2 separate regions of the Mus musculus genome follow, and region 2 is linked to region 1. A link is a contact called in public Hi-C data. All regions are on one chromosome and are shown on one strand. Each heading gives the region's core, a stretch centred on a gene start, on an enhancer-like site or on the middle of the called end of the contact. The rest is flanking DNA. Distances are from core to core; before and after follow the strand shown. Region 1 holds the start of Rps17 (ribosomal protein S17). Region 2 has its middle 8.8 kb from the start of Gm44968.

The links. Hi-C and Micro-C count contacts between places; a contact is called where the count stands out from the background.
Region 2: a Hi-C map of liver shows a contact between it and region 1, with 3 times the contacts expected there. The contact joins the enhancer-like site here to the promoter of Rps17 in region 1. A contact is called at or near these places in 12 of 39 promoter capture datasets (the HPC-7 cell line, HPC-7-derived erythroid cells, cranial neural crest and 7 more), 3 of 15 datasets of contacts at CTCF or cohesin (embryonic stem cells and stem cell-derived epiblast-like cells), 45 of 484 Hi-C or Micro-C datasets (the 3T3-L1 cell line, 3T3-L1-derived adipocytes, B cells and 21 more), 27 of 115 datasets of contacts at active chromatin or transcription factors (the 230-238 cell line, the HPC-7 cell line, the NIH/3T3 cell line and 12 more) and 4 of 9 other capture datasets (adipose tissue, embryonic stem cells, liver and 1 more).

The regions. Positions count from the first base shown.
Region 1 is chr7:81,341,855-81,349,213 of GRCm38.p6, reverse strand. It overlaps Rps17 (ribosomal protein S17), which reads left to right and starts at 3,980. Exons shown (of 5, transcript NM_009092.3): 1 at 3,980-4,012; 2 at 4,206-4,357; 3 at 4,798-4,903; 4 at 5,414-5,479; 5 at 6,365-6,481. The coding sequence starts at 4,010. The coding sequence ends at 6,445. It overlaps Cpeb1 (cytoplasmic polyadenylation element binding protein 1), which reads left to right. Exons shown (of 12, transcript NM_007755.5): 12 at 775-2,188. The coding sequence ends at 873.
Region 2 is chr7:81,193,685-81,201,080 of GRCm38.p6, reverse strand. No RefSeq gene overlaps it. Among named protein-coding and RNA genes, the nearest start is that of Gm44968, 8.8 kb to the left of the region's middle. Within about 2 kb of position 2,315, at least 53 of the 459 cell types and tissues checked have an H3K27ac peak or open chromatin away from gene starts, as enhancers often do. A contact at or near this core is called in the 230-238 cell line, the C2C12 cell line, acute myeloid leukemia and 4 more, where this site is marked.

The DNA of each region.
Region 1 (7,359 bases), core at 2,731-5,230:
GTAGTGGTCCATCTACCAGGGAGTCACCTTAAAGAAAACCTGCTTTCCTTCTTCTAGAAGCCATCAGCTGTTGGTAGCTCTCAGCTAGGAGTAGTTGCTTGTGAGCCTTTTCCTGCTCATTCTGGAATATTCACTGGGTTTATCTTGTGCAGGCACAACCATTGAAACACATTTTCAACCTTATATGAGATGTTTGGGAGCCTTCCAGACTCCAGCAATCCATCCATGCTTAGTTTGACTTACAGTGATGCTGGTATTTGTATGGAGCCTATAAATAAAGTCAAACAGAAGCTCCCACGTGAGCTTACAATAAGTTTGGATAGTAAGATAAAGCGTGAAAACAATATCTTTCTAAACCAGCTTCTATGGATTAGTAACTTTCACAGTGACTCCTCAATGTCATATTCTTGTTAGGAGGTTATGACTTGCTTGGGGTTGGTTACCCAGCTAGCAAAACCAGTCACTTCTCACTGAGAAAAGGAAGGCATTTCTCTTAATACTTGAATCTGTAACCAGTTCTTTAGCATTCTCTCATGTTGGCAGTCTTGAGACGGAATGAATGGCTGTGTAGAAGAGAAGGGAAGAAAATTGGGAAGCTACAAGGTCTCACATGTCATACCAGAAGCCTAAACTGTTTGCAGAAGCTCTGTTGGGATGAGAAAGCTAGCAGGAAGTCTCTCTTCTAGCCCCCACAGAAGCCAGGGGTTTAATTTCCTCTTAAAGCGGAACCTTTATATCTAGAGTTAACACAGCTCTTTCTGTCCCCTAACCTAGGTCTGCTTCAAGTACTTTTGCAGAAGCTGCTGGCACTGGCGACACAGCATGGAAGGCCTACGCCACCATAGCCCCCTAATGAGGAACCAGAAGAACTGAGATTCCAGCTAGAGGAGCTGGCCTTGCCCAGTGTCCTGTGGTGCCAAAGGCTGTCAAGTCAGGCAGCAACTCGCTGCACAGGCGCCATGGGAGCTAGCTTTGCGCAGACAAGGGAGAATCGTAGTCACCTTTGTACTTGCTAACTCTGTCTTTGTTTCTGCACTAATTAATGCACAATGAGTTTTGTCAGGTCTTGTTTTCAGTGGGGTGTGCCAGAGCAAGGACCCTCGGCTCACCCTCAAGCAATTGTAGTTTTCCCAGATTCTAGTTCCTCATTTTGCAAATGAAAATAACAACAACAACCACTGTGTCCAGAAGGTCTGACACAGATGCCTACACTTGGGTTTATTTATTAAAGCGCTTTTTACATTCCTTGCAATACTGATGGTGGTGATGCGCAGGTCTCATTGGTTCGTTCATTCTGCAGTTGCCATACAGTGCCTTTCCATTGATTTAACCCCCACCTGAACGGCATCAATTGAGTGTTCAGCTGGTGTTTTTTACTGTAACAAACAAAGGAGACTTTGCTCTTCATTTAAACCAAATCATATTTCATAGTTTACGCTCGAGGGTTTTTACTGGTTCCTTTTTACACTCCTTAAAACAGTTTTTAAGTCGTTTGGAACAATATATTTTTTTTTCTTTCTTGGCAGCTTTTAACATTATAGCAAATTTGTGTCTGGGGGACTGCTGGTCACAGTTGCAAATCAAAGCATTTGTAACCAAGAGAAAAATTATTTTATTTAAAACTGGACCGGAGGAAAAGTCTGAGCAGCTGCTGTATATAGTTTTAAATGGTTTGTGGCACCTTATGTTGCACTTATGTTGGGGGAGGGTTGATAGAAGTTTTTAATCACAGTCACAGGACTTTTTCTTTTGTAACTGAGCTTAAAAATTAAAAAAAAAAAAAAAAGGGCTGCTTTTTGGTGGGGGCAGGTGAAGGCTCACAGGAGCCCTTTCTCTTAGAGGGGCAAATACCCTTCCTTACAACTTTTATTTGACGAATGTATGAATCAACAGTTACAGTTGACAAAGACGCTACTGGAATTGAAAACTTGACTTTTCTTTTTAATTTAACGATTACTTGCCTCTCTTAGGGAAGCTGTGTGCCAAAGAGCCAGTGTCATAACCCCTCCCTCCTGCTGAGCTGATGTTGCATTGTTGCATATCCCAGCTACTCTGTGGGTTTTGTGAAGCTGTGTGTGAAGTCTCTACCTCATTGTTGTATATGCAGGCAAGACTGCACTCTCCTACAGATGTGTGGAGTAAGCTGTGGTGTAATTTTTTTGGCACATAATAAACACGTTGCAGCAGAGTTGTAGTTTTGTCTCTGTATCTGGGTGTGTGTGTGGTGGGGTGTGGTAGCAAGCAGGGAAGATTCCAGAGACCAGTCCTCTTTTCATGGATTTTCACTAATGGGATACCAGCCCAGAGGGATGGGAGGTACATGCGGAGACCTGCTCCTATATGGGACTTGTTACATCCTGGTCAGCCACTCTGGAGTGTCTAGTACCTGGGTGATTACAATCAGAATAGGAGGCCTGCCTGTACATTTTACTTCTTGGCCCCTCAAGGCCTCCTCCACATGGAGCCCTAGGAATGCTAGAGGCACAACTCCCAAGATGTCAGGAGCCATTTGCTGGCTGCTTTCCTGTGAGCCCTGACGTGTTCCTCCTTCCTCTTGGACACACTTGTGCTGATGTAATTCCTTTCTGAGTGGTTACTATTTTGCTTTTTTGATTCAGGGTCTTTCTTTGTGGCCTTGTCCTGGAACTCCTTATGTAAGCCAGCCTGGCCTCAAGCTCAGGAATTCTGCCTACCATTCATCCCACGTGCTGGGATTAAGGTATGCACCAGGACACGCTGCAGTGCTTTGTTTCTTCACAGCCCTTACACTAGCTTTTCTAACAGGCTCCATGGCTTCATGACAGGTCTGATGATTTTTCAAGTGGAGACGGCAGCATGCTGAACTGGTCCTTTGGGAAACTCTAGTCTGAGGGAGAGGGACTCCTAGGTACTTAAATCCTTGTAAGGTGCAAAAACTCACTACTCCTCAGAATCCAAGAGTTCTCTTCCTGCAAGACTGTAAGGTCTAGTCTTGCATCTGGAGCCTGGCCTCCACTTCATTGGGAATTCACTGGTAATGTACGATGCAACCCCCAGGGATTACAGACCCTTTGGTCTCTTCAGTATTCTTCCGGGTCCATGGTCAAGGACATCTTTTTTCCTCCCGCCATGAGCTACTTTTAGAGTAAGGACTTTCAGCTCTTCACCTAACCAGAGTGACGTAGATGAGTTGAAGGATGAAGCACAGCCTTGGCCCCTTGATACATGCCCTGTGGCCAGCACGGTCTCCTTAGGTTTGAGCGCAGGACCCTGTCCCAGGAAAGAGCTGGAGGAAAGGCCCTCTCTGGACAGATGAAGCCACTGGGTCGTAGCGTAAGAGCCTGCTTTGGGCTTGGTTATGGCAGAACAACCGGAAGAAGCTGAAGGTTGGAGATAGTGTCCCTACTAATCGGGAACAGTCTAGTTAACTGAGATCCTAATTTGTTGGTAAAAGTGTTTGAGACCTCTCTGTGAGCCAGCCACTGATTTAAGCACTCGAGGTTAGCCCTTCCTGTTTAGCTCAAACCTAGCTGAGAAAAGTAATTGTGCTCAGACATTTAAGAGCAGCTCGAATGGAATACTGTGCTGGGATGAGAAGAAAAGCCACTCTAGGTGATGTTTGCTGTGACACCAGGAAATGAGAGGAACCTCACCAATTAGGCTAGACCCTACTAATCTCTGACTAGAGGCGCGGGTAGGGTGGAAATCGGGGATGACCCTGTTTACTACTATGCCTTTCATAGCTCGGGCCTCCTTTAGGCTCCATCTCAGGACCTCAAAGTAACTCCTAGATTAAAACACACCGGACGCCCAAGAGAAGCACGGAACTATTTGGAGTGGAAACCAAGACGGCCGAGCTGCCGGCGTGCGCACGCGCAGACTTTCGCCCCGCCCACAGCCAGGCAGCCTCACTCCACTCCGCTAGGGGCCGCTGTGGGACTCTCGCGAGCCAGGCGGAAGCGGCTTTCTGGCCGCGCTTTATAGGCCTCTCTTGTGTTTCCTGTTTCCTCTTTTACCGAGACCCGCCAACATGGTAGGTGTTTGGCTCCCAGGGCTCTGTCCTTTTCAATCCTCGCCCATCCTCCGCTCGTCGCGGCCTCAAGTCCGCAGCGAGGGGCCGGCGCCGTCACCGGCGGCCTGGCGCGCTTCCGCATGAAGTCGTGCGCGCCGCGGCCCCTCCGCGGGAGGCGCGGGCTCCCCGGTGACTTTGCCCTCTCCACCCTCAGGGCCGCGTTCGCACCAAGACCGTGAAGAAGGCTGCCCGGGTCATCATCGAGAAGTACTACACGCGTCTGGGTAATGACTTCCACACCAACAAGCGCGTGTGCGAGGAGATCGCCATTATCCCCAGCAAGAAGCTTCGGAACAAGATAGCCGGGTGAGTGGGGGCCGCGGCCGCCGGAGAGCCTGCCCGGGCCGGTGCCTCCGCTCCCCCCAGACGGCCCGCCGAAGGGCTGGAGGTGTGCCTTGGCCACAGTGGGGTTTTGCCGACGTGGTCTTAGTTCGGGCTCCTTACGGTAGCTGAAGGCAGAGCTCCGGCCTCAAAACCTTACTGCTGTGGTCTCTGCTTCCCGCATTTTACCACTATGGCCGTGTTGTGCAAAAAAATAGCAGTGTTGTGTCCGTACGACGGATAAGACCAGTCGGGGTACATGACATTCGGAGGAGGGCTGGTGACGGCGAGTGAGGATGTAAGGAGTGGACATCTGAACAGTGCTGTGTGTGTGTCTGTGTGTCTTTCCGATGGTGAGACCGACCTTGATGTAGAGACAAAGTCGGTTCTGGTGGGAGGTGGTCACTGTTTCGCATTGCTTGTAGCTATGTCACGCATCTGATGAAGCGGATTCAGAGAGGGCCTGTGAGAGGCATCTCTATCAAGTTGCAGGAAGAAGAGAGAGAGAGGAGAGATAACTACGTTCCTGAGGTAAGATTTGTGGGTCTTCCTCTGCACCTCTTCCTGGGGGCTCACCTGAGGTGGGAACGCAGCTGGATGTCAGTGAAGTCTTAATCTATTTCCTCAAAATGATGAGAGATCCACCCACCTCGGCCTTCTGAGTGCTGGGATTAAAGGCGTGGGCCAACACACCCAGCCGAGGGTGCCTGTAATCAGCCGACCTTGAGCTTCTCTGCGAGGTCTAAATTCATTTTCACATGGGAGCCCAGTGAGAGTGCCTCCCGACGTGGTTAGCTTGACATCCAAGTGTGAACCCTGCTTTCTGAATGCACACTAGATGGTTCTGACACAAGAATAAAGTGGGCTGTGGTGGTGCACAGCTTTAGTTTCAGCATTTGGGAGGCAGATGTCTGAGCTCGAAGCCAGCCTGGTCCACATGGTGCTTTCCAGGACAGCTAAGGTTATGTGTTGCGTTGGGAGCAGAGGAGGTGAAAGATAACCCACGCATTCATAATTTGAACTTGATTCTTTCCCTCTCAGGTCTCAGCCCTAGATCAGGAGATCATTGAGGTGGATCCCGACACCAAGGAGATGCTGAAGCTCCTGGTGAGTGTTGCCTGAATCCTTGAATACATCTGGTTTCTAAATGGCTGGAGCTGCTTGTTCTGTGATGATTCGGGGGTGTGTTTTCCTTGTTTGGGGCTGGCTCCTAAATTGTGGCCTGCCCCGCCCCCTTCAGCTCTGGCTGTTACCTGCTTTCCTCCCTGGTTATTTCTACAGTAGTCGGGCTAGTCACAGTTGAGCCATCTTACGGGTGGCTTATCTCAGCGGACTGAGACTTGGCTCTTTTGCATAAGTATGAGAAGGTGGGATAGGCGCCTGAGACCAGCATGCTGTTAGTGATTGTGAGCAGATACTCTCCCCATGTGCCCGCATGGCTCAGTGAAACAGCAGCTGACGCTTGCTGGGAGCACTGCTGGTCTTTCTCAGCACAGCCTTCTGAAACCATTTGGCTCCAGAGCATGGTGGGCTCCCGGTACTGAGTGTTCTTGGGGACAGGCCTGACCCTCCGCTCCTTGTGCTTTGTACATTAGGTTTCCTCTCAGGTGTTGACTGAGGCTGGGGAATGTTCTTGGGGCTCTAGCCCTGAGCCCCTCTGACCGTGCCGTGTGCTGCTTTTGTAGCTTTACCTATGCTAAGAACCTGCTTATGGGCTTTTAGGCTTTAGTTGGGGAGTAGTGACAAGAGTGCTGAATCCTTGGCTATGGAGGGCAGGCGAGGGTTTTGTTGTAGTGGTTTGGGTTTGTTGGTGTGTCCTGGCTAGGGAATACCTGCTTGAAGGTTGGATCAGAGTTAGGTGTAGGAGGGGGAGTGTTCATTAGCCGGGTGGGTATGTGTTGGAAAAGTTCCTGGGGCCGATAGTCCCTGTCTGTTGGCTGAAGGGCTGGGGTTGCAGAGTGCCCGCTCACCGTGTGTCTTGTTTTGTTGCAGGACTTTGGCAGTCTCTCTAACCTTCAGGTCACTCAGCCTACAGTTGGCATGAATTTCAAAACACCACGTGGAGCTGTTTAATCTGTTATGCCATATTTTCAATAAACCTGAAAACAAGTTTGTCTGTATTGTTCTTGCTGTTAGGGTCGGGTGGAGGGCTGAACACTTACAAACCTAGTCTAGGGTTTAGGGAGGTCCTACTGTGCTCTCAGGACATGGTGGAGAGCTGTTTTGCTATCTGTTAACTTCAGTTTCTTGGATAAGCAAGGTTGTTGGGGTCAGCATGCCTAGTTGAATGACAATGGTGTCAACTAGGGTAAGGTAGGCGTGACTGTTTTTGTTCCTTGGCTAGGGGCTTTGACATTTCCTGCTTGAACACCACAGATGTTGCTATTGAACACCATTTTCAATCTGATAGGTTTTTAATGTTTACTCTGAGTCCTAGAATTGAAAACTTGCCTTTGTAATTAGTTCTGAGTATTTGAGGCTAGGCTACCTCATGAACATATTTTGTTTCTCCCATATAGCATCTGTTGATAACTCCCTTTACTAGAACATATAAGAAGGGATTTTGCCCTCAGATGAGCAGCTGTAAGGAAAACTCAGCAAGCATGGGGGAGTTGCCTCCGCAGGTGTTCAGCAGGTTTGCCACTATGCTGAGCTCAAGGTTTGCATGGGGGTGCTGGCTCCTGGGTGCTTTGTAAGGGTAACACTCTTGGCATAAACTAGATGGCAGTGTCTACTTTAGAGACTCCAGAGTGTCCCCAGAAACAATTGTGTTAGCAGTGCTGGGGTGAGAACATATGTTGATGCAGGGTCCCTATAGAATCCATGACCCTTGACAACTGGCTCTACTGTAAACTGAGTCTAGATGAGCTTTGCTAGCATAAAACTTGTAATCAAGAAAGCCCTGTATCTTTTATTCTATCTTACATTTCTATCACACATTTCGTATTAAATGCTCAATTAAGTTTAAAAACAAATCACTTGTCATG
Region 2 (7,396 bases), core at 1,066-3,565, 150 kb after region 1:
TTTTCTCAGTCATAAGACAGGAAGCAGGGCTCGGCTCGGCTCATGTGACGACTTTGGAGCAAGGCAAAGGGGTCCTGATGAAAGACCCTTGGACTCCTCACTTGTCCTGGTGTGAAGGGGCCTAGGAAGTTGTTGTGAGAGTTGTGCCACTGGGATGAGTGCTGCTGATGGGAGTGGTGAGGATGATGTTAGTGGTGACCATCGTGGTGATGATGATGATGATGGTGGTGGTGGTGATGCTGCTGCTGGGGTATTGGGTAGCAGTGGTGGTGATAGTGATGATGATGGTAGTGATATGATAAAGGTGGTGGATGACAATTATGGTGATAGTAGTGGTAGGGAAACACTGGTGACAAAGATGATAGTGGTTGTGAACTTAACCCTAATTCTATTTTTGTACCCTTCCTATGCCACAAGACACTATGCTAAAGTCTTTCATGATAACAATCCTCTTGAGCCTTCATTATGCTCCTGGGAGATCCGCAGGTCATAGCCCTTCTTTGACAACAGTAGGAGAGCAAGGGGATTATGCGGTGAGACTGCTGGTGATGGGCACATTGATGACCCCTCAGCACTGAGGTGTGTAGGCTCCTGGGACATTGGTTTCCTGATCTTTGGGTGACATCCTTTTCATGCCTTCTCCTCCTTGGCCTTCCCTTTCTTTAAATTGCTCTGTTTGAAATGTTTCCTGTTCCATTGTTCCAGCTGGCCAGTGATGATATAGATTCCGTACCAGCTAAGGGCATCACTACTATCGTCTGCCAGAGTGAGTTCTGATGGACCAGCTGAGAGTGAAGGAGGCCAGAGGGGCCCTGGAAACCACTGCGTGCTGGAAGCTCTGTCTCTCTGCCACAGAGCTACTTCATCCCCTCACTAATGATCCAAGTTTGGACGTACAAACTTCACAGGCTAGCTGTCCACTTAGGGTGATTATGTAAGGACGACTATTTTCACAGAAAATCAAAAGTTTAGTTCCAGGCTGGAGATCATCAAAACTAAAAGCAACAAGTTGCAGTAAAACTGCTTCTCTGAAAGGCAGAACTGTGTTCATAGTTGCCATCCAATCTTGTGGGACCTGGCTCCAAGGCCTCACATCCCCAGTCCAGTGTATAAGAGGAAGTGAGCTGTGGCACTGGCTTCCACCCCTCGCTGTCTCCCCATGTTCCTCCTGGGCTTCGTGGGCTCTTCCCACACCCAAGGGGTGAGGGTTGCTTGCTTTCAGCTAAATGCCATCATTCTTGTCCCCATGTCAGGGATTGGTTTAATCATATGCATGTGTATGGGTTTGCCTAGGATCGGTATAAAGGGGATTGTTGTTGTTTTTAACACTCTCCTCCTCCTCCTCCTCCTCCTCCTCCTCCTCCTCCTCCTCCTCCTCCTCCTCCTCCTCCTCCTCCTCCTCCTTCCCCCCTCCTTCTCCTCCTTTATTTCGTTGTTTTGTTTTGTTTAGTTTGTTTCTGTTTTCGGTTTCTTTATTTTTTCAAGACAGGGTTTCTCAGTGTAGCCCTGGCTGTTTTTGAACTTGCTCAGTAGACCAGGTTTGTCTTAAACTCAGAAATGTACCTGCCTCTTCCTCCAAGTGCTGGGATAAAGGTGGGCACAACCACCACCTATAACATTTTTCTAATACGAAGGAAGGAAGGGAGGAAGAGAGGGAGGGAGGGAGAGAGGGAAGGAGGAAGGAAGTCAGTTAGTCATTTTCGCAACAACCTGGAGCTATTTCAGAAATCTGACCTACATGATAGGGGTCTGTCAACACTGGAGGAAGGCCAAGTGGAAAGCTGGGATGAGCCTATGTCATCCTGCTCCAAATGTCACCAGAGAGCGGTGAAATCAACAGACTGTGGAGCAGCCCAGCCTTCGAGCTCCTTGTTGTGGGGCATAACACACATTTGTGGTTCAAACTAACTGTAGCTGGGGCTGTTACCTGTTCCCGGAAAGGTTCTCCTTTACCTCTAAGGCCACTAAATAGATCCCCGTATCCTTCTCACACACGCCACCTTGTGATTCAGTCTGTTTTCTTTTCCAAGAAGGAAAACAAGGTTCAGTAGGGGGGAGATGGCAGGGCCAGAGCCTCCGTTCTGCTGCACGGCTCCTGCCCCAGCCCCTCTGCTCAAGCCCCTTTATACAGTGCTGAAGAGAACTGCTAAACAAACCTTGCTTCTAAGAAATGCTTATTTTCTCATCCACCTATTCCTTCCCAGAGCTACAGGCTAGGATGAGATAGAGGACCATGGCCCTCCATCATTTTCAAACTGTAGTCTGCCCCGCCCATATGCCCTTGGGACGAAGCCTGGAAAGGGGGCAGGGCACTGCCTTCCCAGCACATAATTACCGTGCCTGCCAGCCACAGTGCTGCCAGCTGTTCTTGGCCACCCAGCAACTGTGCTCCCAGCTGCAGCTGATGTGGAAGACCAGAAGGGGATGAGTTCAAAAGGGGCCTCTCCCTTTGGAAATGTGGGCAGTCGCCAGTACCCACATTGCAGGCAATGGAGGCTATGTGAATCCTGATTTCCTAGCCTACTTTTGGTAGGAAACCAAACCTGTGTACATTCAATTTTTTTCTGGCTCATGCTTGGAACCTTGCAGTGTTTCCTGTGGCTAAACATCCAAACAGCAGCAGGGTCAGGGGGACTGTGTTGAAATTTGCCCAACCCCAAAGTTAAGCGAGGAGAGTCAGAGTAAGAAAAGACCCCGTGCCCTGCTGAGGCTCAGCCACAGAGCCAGCCCTAGTGGCAGGCAGGGTCAGTTAGAGCATGAGTTAGGTGCTTTTCTAACTATGACTGTTTCCATATGTAAGAGCATGTATAAACATGTTGATGCCCCCTTTCCTCACAGCGCTTGCTCTTGAACCCTAGAAAACAGGGTCATGTTTGGGAGATTCAGACCAGGAGGCCCCTTTTCTTAGTCTCTTAACAAAGCAGACAGTCTGGGATTCCTCACTGATCTCAGTCAGGGGCTTTGAATCTGTGTCAAACTGAACCCATGTCAGGCTCCTTTAGCAAGAAAAGGAACTTTCTAGAAGGAATAGCAGGATACCACGGGCTATGCGTGATACTGCACAAGCACTTGGGAGGACACTTAACAGTCAGGTGAGGACTTCTGCCCCACGTGTTCAACAGCAGCCATGGCCACGACTGAGGCAGATGAGCAGGCCACGGAAGGCCTGTGGCTTTCACCCATCCTCTCCCTCTCCCACACCCTGGAGGAGGCAGCCACCCCATCATGAAGACACAAAGACATGGATACAAAAACTCAAGATCTGCAAGTGACCCAGGATTTGCCACTGACGTCCCTAAGGCCAGCTTAGGGCAACTCTGCAGCTCTGTGAGAGACTCCTAGCTGCACCTAGCTGGGGAGTGAACCGAGGTTTTTGCATCCTGCCTTCAAAACATCCATTAAGGGGGTTTTATTAGTTATTAGTGGTTACTCCATGCTGCAGAAGAGGAAACTAGGACATAAAACTTGCAGAGGTGGATGACAGCAAAGCCCTCTCTCTCTCTTCAAAGATTGGGGTGAGGGGAACAGCTAAGCTGTGTGCATTTCCATGCATTTCAGACACCCCCTTATTAAGCTGGACTGTAACTCAAGATCCCCAGCATCAGACAGCAACGTGTAAGCACTCAGAAGGTGGAATCAGGAGAATCGTGAGTTCAAAGCCATCCTCAGCTACATATTTGAGGCTAGCCTGGGATACATGAGACCCTATCCAGAGGTAGAGGGAGTAAGGAAGAGAAGGAAGTAGAAGTAGAGGGAGGGAAGAAGGAAGAAAGGAAGAGAGCATAGCTCTTCCTGGTCTATGCTATTTGTGCTGGGTGCTTCTCCTCTGATGTATTCCTTCAGTTCAGGGTTTGGACCTTCTAGCCAATTGATGGCAGGGCAGATAGGAAGTGCTGCCTCCCAGCCTCACTAAATATCAATCTCCAGCACACGCCCCTGACTCAAGTACTTTTTCCCAGGGCAGGCAGCCTTCTCTTCCCCTCCCCCTATATACACGCTCATCTACAAACACAAGAACTCTTGAGTTTCCCCAGTGCACCTGGGGCCAGTATTTCCAGGAACAGCAGCGCTTTGTTAGAAAGAACAGTCCTTTGGGGCATGATGTAACACCCCTGGGTCTTGTAGGTGCCTTACTGAAGTGGCCTTGAGAGAAGTCCCTAGAGCAGCAGGTCCTATACCCAACTGCTGCCAGCAACACCATCTGGTATCAGGTCTCCTAGGGAGTTAGGCTTATGCAAGTTTTTCTAGGACTTATCTTCCTCTTTCTCCTTGGACTTTATGGTCATCATTTTGTCTTTGAGTTAACTGTGTGTAGTTCACTATAAACAAGAAGTAGCTGAATTGTCAGGAAGGAAAAGCCAGAGTCCTTGCCATCTCCTTAAGAACCAGTAGCTTTGAGATTATATTACAGCAAAGATCCTGTCTAGTGTTCTATATAACAAGCAGGTTGGGGCAGAAACTGAACCATACTGTTCAGCCCCTGGATCTCCTGGGGTGCAGTCTCCAGAGGCAACACTGAAAAATGTTATAGTTTCAAGACTAACACCTTCTCCCCAGACATGCTCAGCTGGCAACATAAAAAGCAAATCCCCAGCACTCACCTAGCACCTAGCACCCAGCACCCAGTACCTGCCCAGGCTTAGTGCTGCTTCTGCTTGAGACAGGAACCATGTGCAGCAGCTTGTGACAGAAACTCCATTTGACAGACAACTGTCAGTCTTATTTTTGTTTACATAAGCAGCAGCATCGGAGGTCTGTAGGAATAATCAGAATGAAGTATCTCAATGTACCAAAGCCCCAGAGATTGTTACATGTGGCTTTCACTTCAGGGAGCCAAGATTGTGGCCAGCACATGCTCAGTTTAGCCAGAAGGGATGAATGTGACCAAGTCACTTTTGCCCAGGAATAAGCAACTTCCCAAGCTTCAGGCCTTTCAATGCTAAAACCAGCAAAGCCCCAGGCAAAGTGGAACAAGTTGGTCACCCTAGAGCAGGGCATGGCTCCACTGATCCAGAGCCTCCTCCTAGGGATGTGGGAATTGCAGAGGAGGATACAGGCTCCTTGCTGATGCCCAGCCTCTCTGGGTGTACCACACAGATCTCTCCTCCCAACACCCCAGGGGCCAGAACCTTATCCCTTTGTCTCAGCTGTAGTTACAACACTCTCCTCTCCTCCCATTCTGTCTTCTTGCTGCTTTCATGGGCCACCCTTCCATCTTTCTCCCTCCAGGACATCCCACAGAATGGAGAGTCAAGATTATTACTAAAGTCAGTCACCAATTGTGGTTTCTGGGTTCTGGCCACAGAAAATAAGCCAAGCAAGGGATACCTAGGGATTGACTCTGCTGGCAAGCGTCAGGGGAAGAGGAATTAGGAAGCTGATGAAAGCTAGTATCTCCATCAGTCATCCTGCATCTGCCGAGGGAGGAAGGGTGTGGCTTAGATGGTCACGGGCTCTGTCGTCCATTTCACACACTTCCTGGTCCTCTATCTGGCAATGTTACCTGATGGCCTTGAGTTTTCTTCACCCAGAATCTTCCTGGAGTAGTACAGATTGCTTTTACATCTGTCAATGTTCACTAAGCCATGCAATCTCACTAATAACCATCAAGGTTCACCTCTCATGGCCCGAATCAGCTGTGGCTGTGGCTGTGGCTTTGTTGGACACATTACCTTTGTCCTGGGATCCAGGGGGAAAATAGCCACTTTCTGAGTCATGCTGGCCTTTAAGCAGATTAGTTTGATGATTCAAAGCATGGCTGTGGTGGTTTGAATATGCTTGGCCCATAGGGAATGATAATGTTAGGAGGTGTGGCCTGATTAGAGGAATTGTGTCACTGTGGGAGTGGGCTTTGGGGGTCTCCTCCTATGCTCGGACTCTACTTGTTGTGGATGAGAGCTTTCTCCTAGCTGTCTGAAGAGGACAGTCTCCTGGATGCCTTTGGATCAAGATGTAGAACTCTCAGCTCCTTCTCAACCACTATGTCTGCCTGTATGCTGCCATGCTTCCTGCTAGGATGATAAAGGACTGAATCTCTGAAACTGTAAGCCAGCCCCAAATAAATGTTGCCTTTTATGAGAGCTGCCTTGGTCATGGTGTCTCTTCACAACAATAAGACCCAAACTAAGACAGTGGCCTTGCAAGGATAAGCCTGAGCAAACCTTCTGGTTTATCAGAGTCCATGATCACAAGACTCCTTTGAGTTAACTGGTGATATTATTCTCACTTTAAAGGTGGGACACTGGGGCTTCAGAGTTCATTTTCTTACCCAAAGATACAAAGGAACATGAAGTGAACTGAAACTCACCAGTGTCAGGTCCAGAGGAAAACTCCATTTCCTCAAATTCCAGAAGGCAAAAGGGATGAACGGCTGTGGTGCCTATTAGCATGCAACGTGCATACTGGCTCCAAGTTCCTTCAATATCACAATTACCTGGTACACATCTCAAAACTCCATGCTAGCATCCTGTCTTCTCACATACTCCCTCCCCTACCCTAAACTCTGTTCAGCTCACCCACTTCCCTCCTCCCAGCTACTCAGAACCCTGCTACTTTGTTTCTCTTTGTCTCTCTTTGTATCTCTCTCATCCTTCTTTTCTCCTCCTCTTCTTCCTCCTCTCCTCCTCTTTTCTTGCTTTCTTCTACATGTTTCTGTGTGTGTGTCTCTGTCTATCTCTGTCTCTGTCTCTGTGTGTGTGTGTGTCTCCATCTGCTCTGCCTCCTGCTTCTCTCATGGCCAAGTCTAGTCTGATTCTTTCAGCTGTCTTTGGCTGTTCTATCTGATGTGTTTATAAAAAGATAAAGAGATATAAGGTATGTTCTATGGGGGTGTGGTGAGGTATGGGGAAGGGGATGCCTCAGTGGACCCATGCCAAGGGATCCCTTCTCCCTGAGGGAACAGCCACATGACCGACTGTATAGTATTCAGGGCATGGGGAGAGGAGTTAGGAGGGTAGTAGAGGCAGAGAAAGGCAAGAGAGAGCAAGAGTAAGAGATCAAGAGAACAAGAGAGGGAGGATAGGGCAAGCAGCCCCTTTTATAGCGGGGGGGGGGCCCTTTTATAGCGGGGGGGGGGGGCAGGCCTACCTGACTGTTGCCAGGTAACTGTTGGGGTGGAGTTTAGATACTATCTACAAAAAGAACCTTCCCTTAACCATACCATGAAGTGGCCATGCCATTTATTTACACATCCTGTAGCTCTGCCTGGCTCTGAAACCCTTCCATCCCCAATCCCAACCCCACCCCCAACCCACCCCCCATTCTCCTGTTCCTCTGGACCCGCCAGTTAGATGAAGTTCAATGAACACATAACATTTAACCTTACTTTCTCTAAAAACCTGCTTTTAAAAAAATTAAAGGCATGAAAGGTTCATAAGGGGCTGGCGAGGTGGCTCAG